2 separate regions of the Mus musculus genome follow, and region 2 is linked to region 1. The links are chromatin contacts, called in public Hi-C maps. All regions are on one chromosome and are shown on one strand. Each heading gives the region's core, a stretch centred on a gene start, on an enhancer-like site or on the middle of the called end of the contact. The rest is flanking DNA. Distances are from core to core; before and after follow the strand shown.

What was found. A called contact is a pair of places that touch in the nucleus more often than the background predicts.
Region 2: a Hi-C map of cerebral cortex shows a contact between it and region 1, with 6 times the contacts expected there. The contact joins the promoter of Lrfn2 here to the enhancer-like site in region 1. A contact is called at or near these places in 2 of 39 promoter capture datasets (hippocampal neurons and trophoblast stem cells), 1 of 15 datasets of contacts at CTCF or cohesin (embryonic stem cells), 5 of 484 Hi-C or Micro-C datasets (cerebral cortex, cortical neurons, embryonic stem cells and 1 more) and 1 of 115 datasets of contacts at active chromatin or transcription factors (neural progenitor cells).

Annotation. Positions count from the first base shown.
Region 1 is chr17:48,823,331-48,827,127 of GRCm38.p6, forward strand. No RefSeq gene overlaps it. Among named protein-coding and RNA genes, the nearest start is that of Lrfn2, 110 kb to the right of the region's middle. Within about 2 kb of position 2,366, at least 22 of the 459 cell types and tissues checked have an H3K27ac peak or open chromatin away from gene starts, as enhancers often do. A contact at or near this core is called in cerebral cortex, cortical neurons and trophoblast stem cells, where this site is marked.
Region 2 is chr17:48,930,236-48,934,125 of GRCm38.p6, forward strand. It overlaps Lrfn2 (leucine rich repeat and fibronectin type III domain containing 2), which reads left to right and starts at 2,347. Exons shown (of 3, transcript NM_027452.3): 1 at 2,347-2,583.

The DNA of each region.
Region 1 (3,797 bases), core at 1,116-3,615:
AAGCATTTGCCATCCAAGCACAAAGGCCTCCAAACTCAATGATATGCACCTATAAATCCAAACACTGAGAGGCTGAGACAGGAGGATTCCTGGGGATTGCTGGCTCACAAGTCTAGCCAAGACAGCTAGTTCCAAATTCAGAGAGAGAGACCCTGCTTCAAAAAGTGAGGTGGAGAGTAGACGAGGGAGCCGTAAGACAGAGAACTCTGACCTCCCGGTGCATAAGCGCACGCGTGTACAGATCAATGGACTTGTCTGCACACACAGAGAGATGAATGATGAACATATAGAGCTGGATGAATGAATGAATGAATGAATGAACACAATAAGACTCAGTCCTTCCAGCAGACACACCCAGGCCTGACTTATCTTCCCATCTTGCACCAATCCAACCAAATTTATAATCTCTAAGGCAACTCTTGTCAGCTGCTAATAGCTATTCGGTGGCAGTTGCACTCAGTCTGCGTCCCGCCTGCTCCCACACTCTGTGGAGTTTCCCTTTCGTCCCACTCTCTCGTCCTTGTCTAGAATGAGTATTCCCGACAAGTGACACCCATCACCTCTCCTCCAACCGCTACCATTTCCTCAGGTTGATAGAAAGTTCTCAGAAAGAAGAGTGCCCCTCCCTGCTTCCACTCATGGCTTTAGAAGGAAGGGGCACCTGGGCAGGCACAGTTGATGCACTTTGAGGACAGCCCCACTGAGGCTTTGGCAGGGCTATGGCACAATCACCTCCATTAATATGTTAATCTCTCATGCGCAGTGCGGGCACCATCGCTTCCGTTTAAATAATTAACCGCTGTGAGGACAGGGTGCTGGCAAAGCGACCAGTCTGCAGAAGCGACCGGTCTGCAGCCGAGTGTGTAACATTTTAATTAAATCCTTTCTGATGAATGTTTACCACTGTTTCTGATACTCCTTGGAAAGGAGAAAGAAAATAGGAGGGGAGGAAAGGAGAGAGGGAACAAGATGGGAGAGATAGAGGAACAGGAAGGTGGGCGAGACAGATGAGATTAAAAACAGACCCCAGAAAGGATAAGGAAAGGACCACGGCTCCCAGCATGCAGAACCAAGGCCTAGGGGCAATCAACAGGCATGTAGGAGCTTCTTCCCTCTGACCATGAACCAGAGAGTGAGGGTCAGGTCCTGCTTGAGGTCCCCTGGCTTCAAGCCTTTCCTGGCCTGCTTTCATCTCCTTTGCATTCCATCACCTCCCCCCACCTCTTAAGTTCCTTTCATCCAGCTCCACTCATGGGTACCAACAGGCCTGTCCCCAGGGCCACAGCCTGTGTGTCCTTCCTCCAGGAGGAGCTAAGATTCTCCCTCTGAATGAGCAACTCCTGACCGGAAGATCTGATTCTCAGTCCTCGAAAGCCACGAGGCCGCAGATGATAAGCATAGGTGGCCGATGGAATGAGCCCTTGATTACTGTTATACAGCAGGCTCCAGTGTCTTGGATGGAGCAGGCTCAGAGCTGTCCTTTCAGAAGAATCATGAGGATTTCAGCCATCTGCTCTTCTCTGCTCGGGGTTGGTGATTGTTAATCCAAATGAGCAATGAGTGTGTGTGTGTGTGTGTGTGTGTGTGTGTGTGTGTGTGTGTGTGTGTGTTCGAGCGTGTGTGCCCACATGCACATCCATGTTCTGTGGTCCACTATCTCAGGTTTCCTCTCTTTGTTGCTGCCCTGCTTTGCCAGCCTTAATTACAGCAATTTAGGAGACACACTTAAGGTTGCAGAGTAAACCTATCAATATTTCACTTAAGAAAAGGATTCCTGTCAGATGATATCAGAGGCCTATAAATAAGAAATATGAGAGTTGTTTTAGGCTGCGTCGTGTATACACATCATGCACACATGCACAAGCACACAAGTATACACACACACACATACACACACACACACACACACACACACACACACACACACACCCTCTGATGAATTGTCAAGTTATTCCCTGTCTGTCACAGACTCTGAACAGCTGAGGGCTTTATTCAGCTTCAGTCGAGCTATTTGCCTAAAACACACTAGAATAATCATGAGAAAAGGAGACTCTGTGTTCCGGGGTTTCCTGCTGATGATACTAAGCTCTCAGGGTGTGGTGTGCTGTCAGAGGAAGGTACTGGGCTGGTGACTCAGATCTGAGTGCCACGTTCCCTAGTGGCAGCAGCTGCAGCATTGCAGTTATCAGGGCTCAGCAGCCCTGTGCGAAGAAAGGGGCCTTGCTGCAGGGCCCCTCTCTTTCCTGAGTCTTCCTCTTAGTCTCAGTGGATGGAAGGCCTCAGGGTTTCTTGTCTCTAAGCTTCCTCAGCCCCAGGCTGAAAATGCCTTAGTCATCACTTTGGGTAGTGGAACCAACTCAGCCTTTGTCATCTGACAACCCTGAGTCATGGCTGTGATCTTAGGGAAGTCATCGCTCCGAGCCTCAGGCTCCTCAGGTCTGCTGAGTAGGATCTGTGCAGAGGTCCCCTGCAGTCACCCAGATAGCAGCAGAACTGGTCTGGTTCCGGTGCCATAACTTTAAAGGGCGTTAGGGGGCGTGCTGGGAGTGGGGCTCAGTTGGTGAATTGCTTGTATGTAAGCAAGAGGACCTGGGTTCAATCCTTCTCATTCATGTCAAAATTCTAAGTGTGGGCCCTCACACCTGTAATCCCAGATCTGCGGAGGCTGAGACAGAAGAATTTCTGGAGCTTAACAGATAATCCAGTGGAACTGGTGAGCCCAGGTCAGTGAGAGAGCCTGTCTCAAAAATAAGTGGAGGAGTAAGTGGAAAAAAATAAGTGAAGAAAGCAACCTCTGACCTTCACATGCATGTGCACACACACACACACACACACACACACACACATACAAACACACACACACACAAAAACCCACCCACATACAAATAAACACACATGTAAACACACATAAACACATACATAGATACATACATAAACACACACATAAGCATACACACACACAATCAACATACACACACATTTAACACACACAGAGAACCACCACACACACAAATGAACACAAATGTAATGTAAATACACATACAAACACACACATGCATACATATACACACACAAACACACACATACACGCCCAAAGGCATATATACATACACATAAATATTATATCTCACACAGTACCACACCACATAACACAAACACACTCATACACGCACACACACATATACACATACATATACATACATATACATACACATGACACGCAACACCATACATACCATACACACAAACATATACACCACACACATACAAACACACACAAACATACATCACATACAAACTCACCACACATACACACACACAGATTAACACACACCCACCACACACAGACATACCCACATCACACACAAACACACCACACAAACACCACACACACACACACACACACACACACACACACACAGCACCAGTCAATTCAGTTTGTCTAGAAAGAGTTGACCAGGATGCCAGTATTAGGAAAGCCCCCGAAATGAATACAAGCAAACAATGACCCCAGAAGTGTTTGTGGGGAGTCCACACAGCTCAGGGTCATGCACAAAGCCATCTCTGAGTCACTTTCCATTGAGAAGAATTAGTGAGCTCCCTTGTCCTAGTTTGCTCTCGATTGCTTTAGCAAACACCATGAGCAAAAGCTGCCTGTGGAGGAAAGGGTTAATGTCAGCCCATAGTTTGTAGTTCATCATGGAGGGAAGTCAGGGCAGGAGCGCAAGGCAGAGACCCAGAGGCAGAAACTGACTGAATCATGGCCAACGGAAGAGTACTGCCTATGGTCTTGCTCT
Region 2 (3,890 bases), core at 1,097-3,596, 110 kb after region 1:
GACTCACTGTGTCTATCACACATCTCAAAACCACAGTAAACTCCTAGGACATCTAAGTCCAGTCCCCAAACTCAGTTCATGCTGAGGCAATCCCTATAGAATTATCCTTTAAATTACTCAGGACCTGGGTTCTGTCTCTTTTAGAGTAGCTGTGTTGGCTTTCTTCCAGGAACGAGGTCTTAGCTGTGCCCTGTCCCACACCCAGTGTTTCTTTATTGTTTCCTTCCATTCTGTCTTTGTCTTTCTAACATCTTTCCTTTTCTCAATGCAGCTCTGTCCGGTCCTGTGCCTAACCTTGCTCTTCCAGTGCCATCTTTTCATAGATGAGTCTACTTAGAGTAGTCTAGCCTTCAGCCCCGCCCCATCGGGAGAATTCAGACATTACCTCAGACTGCATGCCCTCTCCACTCTATCCACCTTAAAAATTATTCTATTTAGTTTCATTTTTAAATTATTATGTTCATTATAGTAATATAGTTCTTAATTATGACACTATGCAAAACCCAGGTAACCAAAGAGGAATGCTCTGAGCAGGTGCCTCTTTCCTGCCCCTGTGTCCCCTTCTTTTCTTCATGTTCTCTCAGGTTCAGCAATTCATGTCTTCCTCTCTTTCCCACCTCTACCACTGCTCCTGCTTGCCTCTTTCCTGGAGTCACCTTCCCTCTTTCCAGGGCCAGCCCACCCCTTACACCCTGAGCTGCATCCTAACCATACCTCCTTTCTGTCAGGCTACCCAGAATCTTTGCAGGGAAGAGCTTGTCACCAAGGGTCTTTGTGGCGTACCAATCTGACAGTTTCCTTCCTGCCCTGCAGGAGACCTCCCTCGCTGTTTGCGCCTCAGTAGGTATGCACCCAGCTGGGGTGCCCAGATAGGCAAGAGACAGGTTCTTCTGTACAGCCCTGTCTAGCCGAGCCACTGTTGGACCACAGAGACATAATCCACATGACACATGTGCCTCCCTGTGGGTATCTGGGACAGGTGCACGGAACAAGCGAAAGCAGACATGAATCGAGGCATGCTCTTTGCCCTTGGTTTTAAGAGCTGGAGCAACATCGGCATTCCCCAGTTCATGTCCTCTACAGGGAAATATACGGCGGCACTTCAAACCCTAGGCTTACCTTCCCCAGAAACTGGCCACTGAGAGCCCAGAGGCCACTAAGACTCTGCTGAACTAGTTTGGTGATTCTAAGCCTACGACCAGCCCAGAGTGATTACTCTGCTACCTACCACGTGCCTTAGACATTTCGCTTTAATCTAGAACCTCGGAATCGTACTATGTCACGTGAGGGTGGGTGGAGGAGGATGGTCTGCTGGGCTGTCAAACAAGAGCTTCCATTCGCCTAGACAGTCTTGAAATGTTCAGGAAAAGTCTGTCGTGTGTGTCGTGTGCAACTAGCACGGGTTGCTATAGGAGCCAAAGTGATGGCTCCTAGCTGGGTTCAGGGCTGGGTGGGCACGATCCTCCCATCACCAACCCCACCCGCAGCCCCGAGCCAACGCGGTCCAATTTTCCTCCAGCAGGCGGCGGGCTGGTAGCTGTGTGCAAGGCGTACTCTGCACGAGAGGCGGCAGTACGGACTCGACCTGGCCGCGGGGATAACCGTGCGCAGGAGCTGTCGTGTCACTGCGCGGCGGATCAAGCGGGTCCTCGGGGTTCTCAGGGCTCGCGGCCCCGCTGGGCTGCAGTTCCAACCCATTTACTCCGAACCAACGCTGCTAGAACCGAGGATCCTCCGGGGCTGTGGATCCCGGCTGAAGCAGGATCTGGGGTCCGGAGCTACTGCAGCTCCGCCAGCGGCCACTGGGGGCTGCAGTGCTGGAGAGCCCGGCGGGGACAGAGCGCTTCGCTCTGCCTCGGAGTCCTGGGGCGCCTTGGGTTTCTAAGGCTGTCTGCACCGCTGGCCGCAGCTGCCTGCATAACCCGCACAGCATCCTCACAGATCCGTGCGTGCGACCGCTGCGTGTGTGTGTGTGTGTGTGTGTGTGTGTGTGTGTGTGTGAGAGAGAGAGAGAGAGAGAGAGAGAGAGCGCTTTGCGCGCACGCGTGGGGGGGGCCAGTGGTGTGCATGCGGGGAGTGCGGGGGAGTGTATGTGTGTGTGTGCCTGTGGGTGTGAGTGCCTTGCTCACACACACACACACACACACACACACACACGACAGACTGGTCTGAACTTGAAGACATCCCACATTCCAAGAGGCTGCAGGTTCCTGGGGATGCCAGGGGGGTTCTTCAACAAGGAAAATCCTACCCTCATCTTCCTAGAAGGGATTATCTTTTTTTATCCTTTTTCCCCCTTATTTTTTTAAAATCTGGAAGAGAAGAGCACAAGTTGTACTCCCCCTCCCGCCCCTTCTTCTTGCTAAATGCCATGGATATAACTGAATAAGCTGCTCAGGGCTCTCCCCGCGTGGATGGTCCGAGGCCACCATCTGCCTGCCTTCGCTGGATCGCTGCAGCTGGAGCGCTTAGCGTGAGCCTGTCTCCGGCCAGGAAGGATGCGTGGCCGAGCCAAGGAGCCCGGGCGCCCTGCGGAGCCGGCCTTGGAGCCTCCCCGCCACGGGTAGATGCCGCCTTGCCCAGGTGAGTGGCTGTCGCTGCTGCTGCGTCTTGGCGACGCTGGGTGTCCGCGGGAGATGGGCGCAGGGATGTGCGCACCTGGGGGAACAGGGGAACTTTGCCTCTTTTCCTGCCTCACTTGCGGACTTCCTCCATCCTATAGACTCCTGTGGATGCCTTCTCTATTCCATCCTTCCTTCTATATTGTGTTTTGATAGAGTGGGGGAAGGGGAGAAACTGATGGGGAGGGAGGAGAGCGGGTCCTGGTGAGGCTTCAGACCGGTCTGGGTTAGGCTTGGAAGCTGGAGAAAGAGACCTCAGTCTCCTACAAAGGCAATCCTTGAATGCAGAACTTTGCCGCTAGACCATGCTGTTGCGTGTTAGCACATGCCAGGCCTGGCTAGGACGGTGCTGAGGTCTGGGTGACTATTCTGGGGTCTTCAGGAGCTTGGTTCCTGGACGGGTGGGGTGGAGACAGGGGGGGGGGCAGCGATGGAGTGCCGTGGAGGAGGGGAGGGAGGCATGGTTGCAGGGACCCTATCCTGGCCTCAGGCAGATCTAACCAAGATCAGGAGGACTCTGTGTGCCCACTCGGGTTGCTGAGAATGCCATGATAAAGCAGTATGTAAGCCGGTGTTAGCCATGCCCATGTTGGTAGTCCTCTGTCTCTCACTCAGCCCTGCCCTGCTTCTAAGGCTGGCCTGAGCAAGAATTGAGACCGAGACCAGCAGACAGCTCCCAGGAGGAGGGCAGTGCCTTGCTCCCCACCTTCCCCACAGAGAGCACAAAGGACAGAAGCGTTGGGTTCCAGGGAAAGGAGTCCAGACATCATCGAAAGAGAGAGAGATTGAGAGAGAGAGAGAGAGAGAGAGAGAGAGAGAGAGAGAGAGAGAGAGAGCAGGAATCAGGCAAAGCCTGCAGAGGAACCGAGCACGACTCATGCCAAGTACACTCAGAAACAGCTGCAGACGGACAGACACCTGCAGGGAGAGGGCTGTCAGAGCCTGTCCCTCTGAGCTGGAGCCACATGCATGCCTAGAAATGTTAGCCCTCTGTCCTGGTTAAAGCAGTGCATTTGCATGTGTGTCTGTCTGTCTGTCTGTCTGTGTCTGTCCATGTCTGTCTGTCTGTTTGTCTGTCTGTGGCTTGAAAGATCTGACCCCTGGGGCAGAGTGGAAACCCAGCTAAGGAAGAAAGTAACCAGGTAACCTCCAAGCTAGCTGTGGAGTTCCAGGTTTCAGGACAGAGGTGGGTTGATGCACTTGGGCGGGGGCCTGGTGGAAACTCTTGCTTGAGCATCAGGAAGGCTGGTGGATGCAAGCAAATAAACT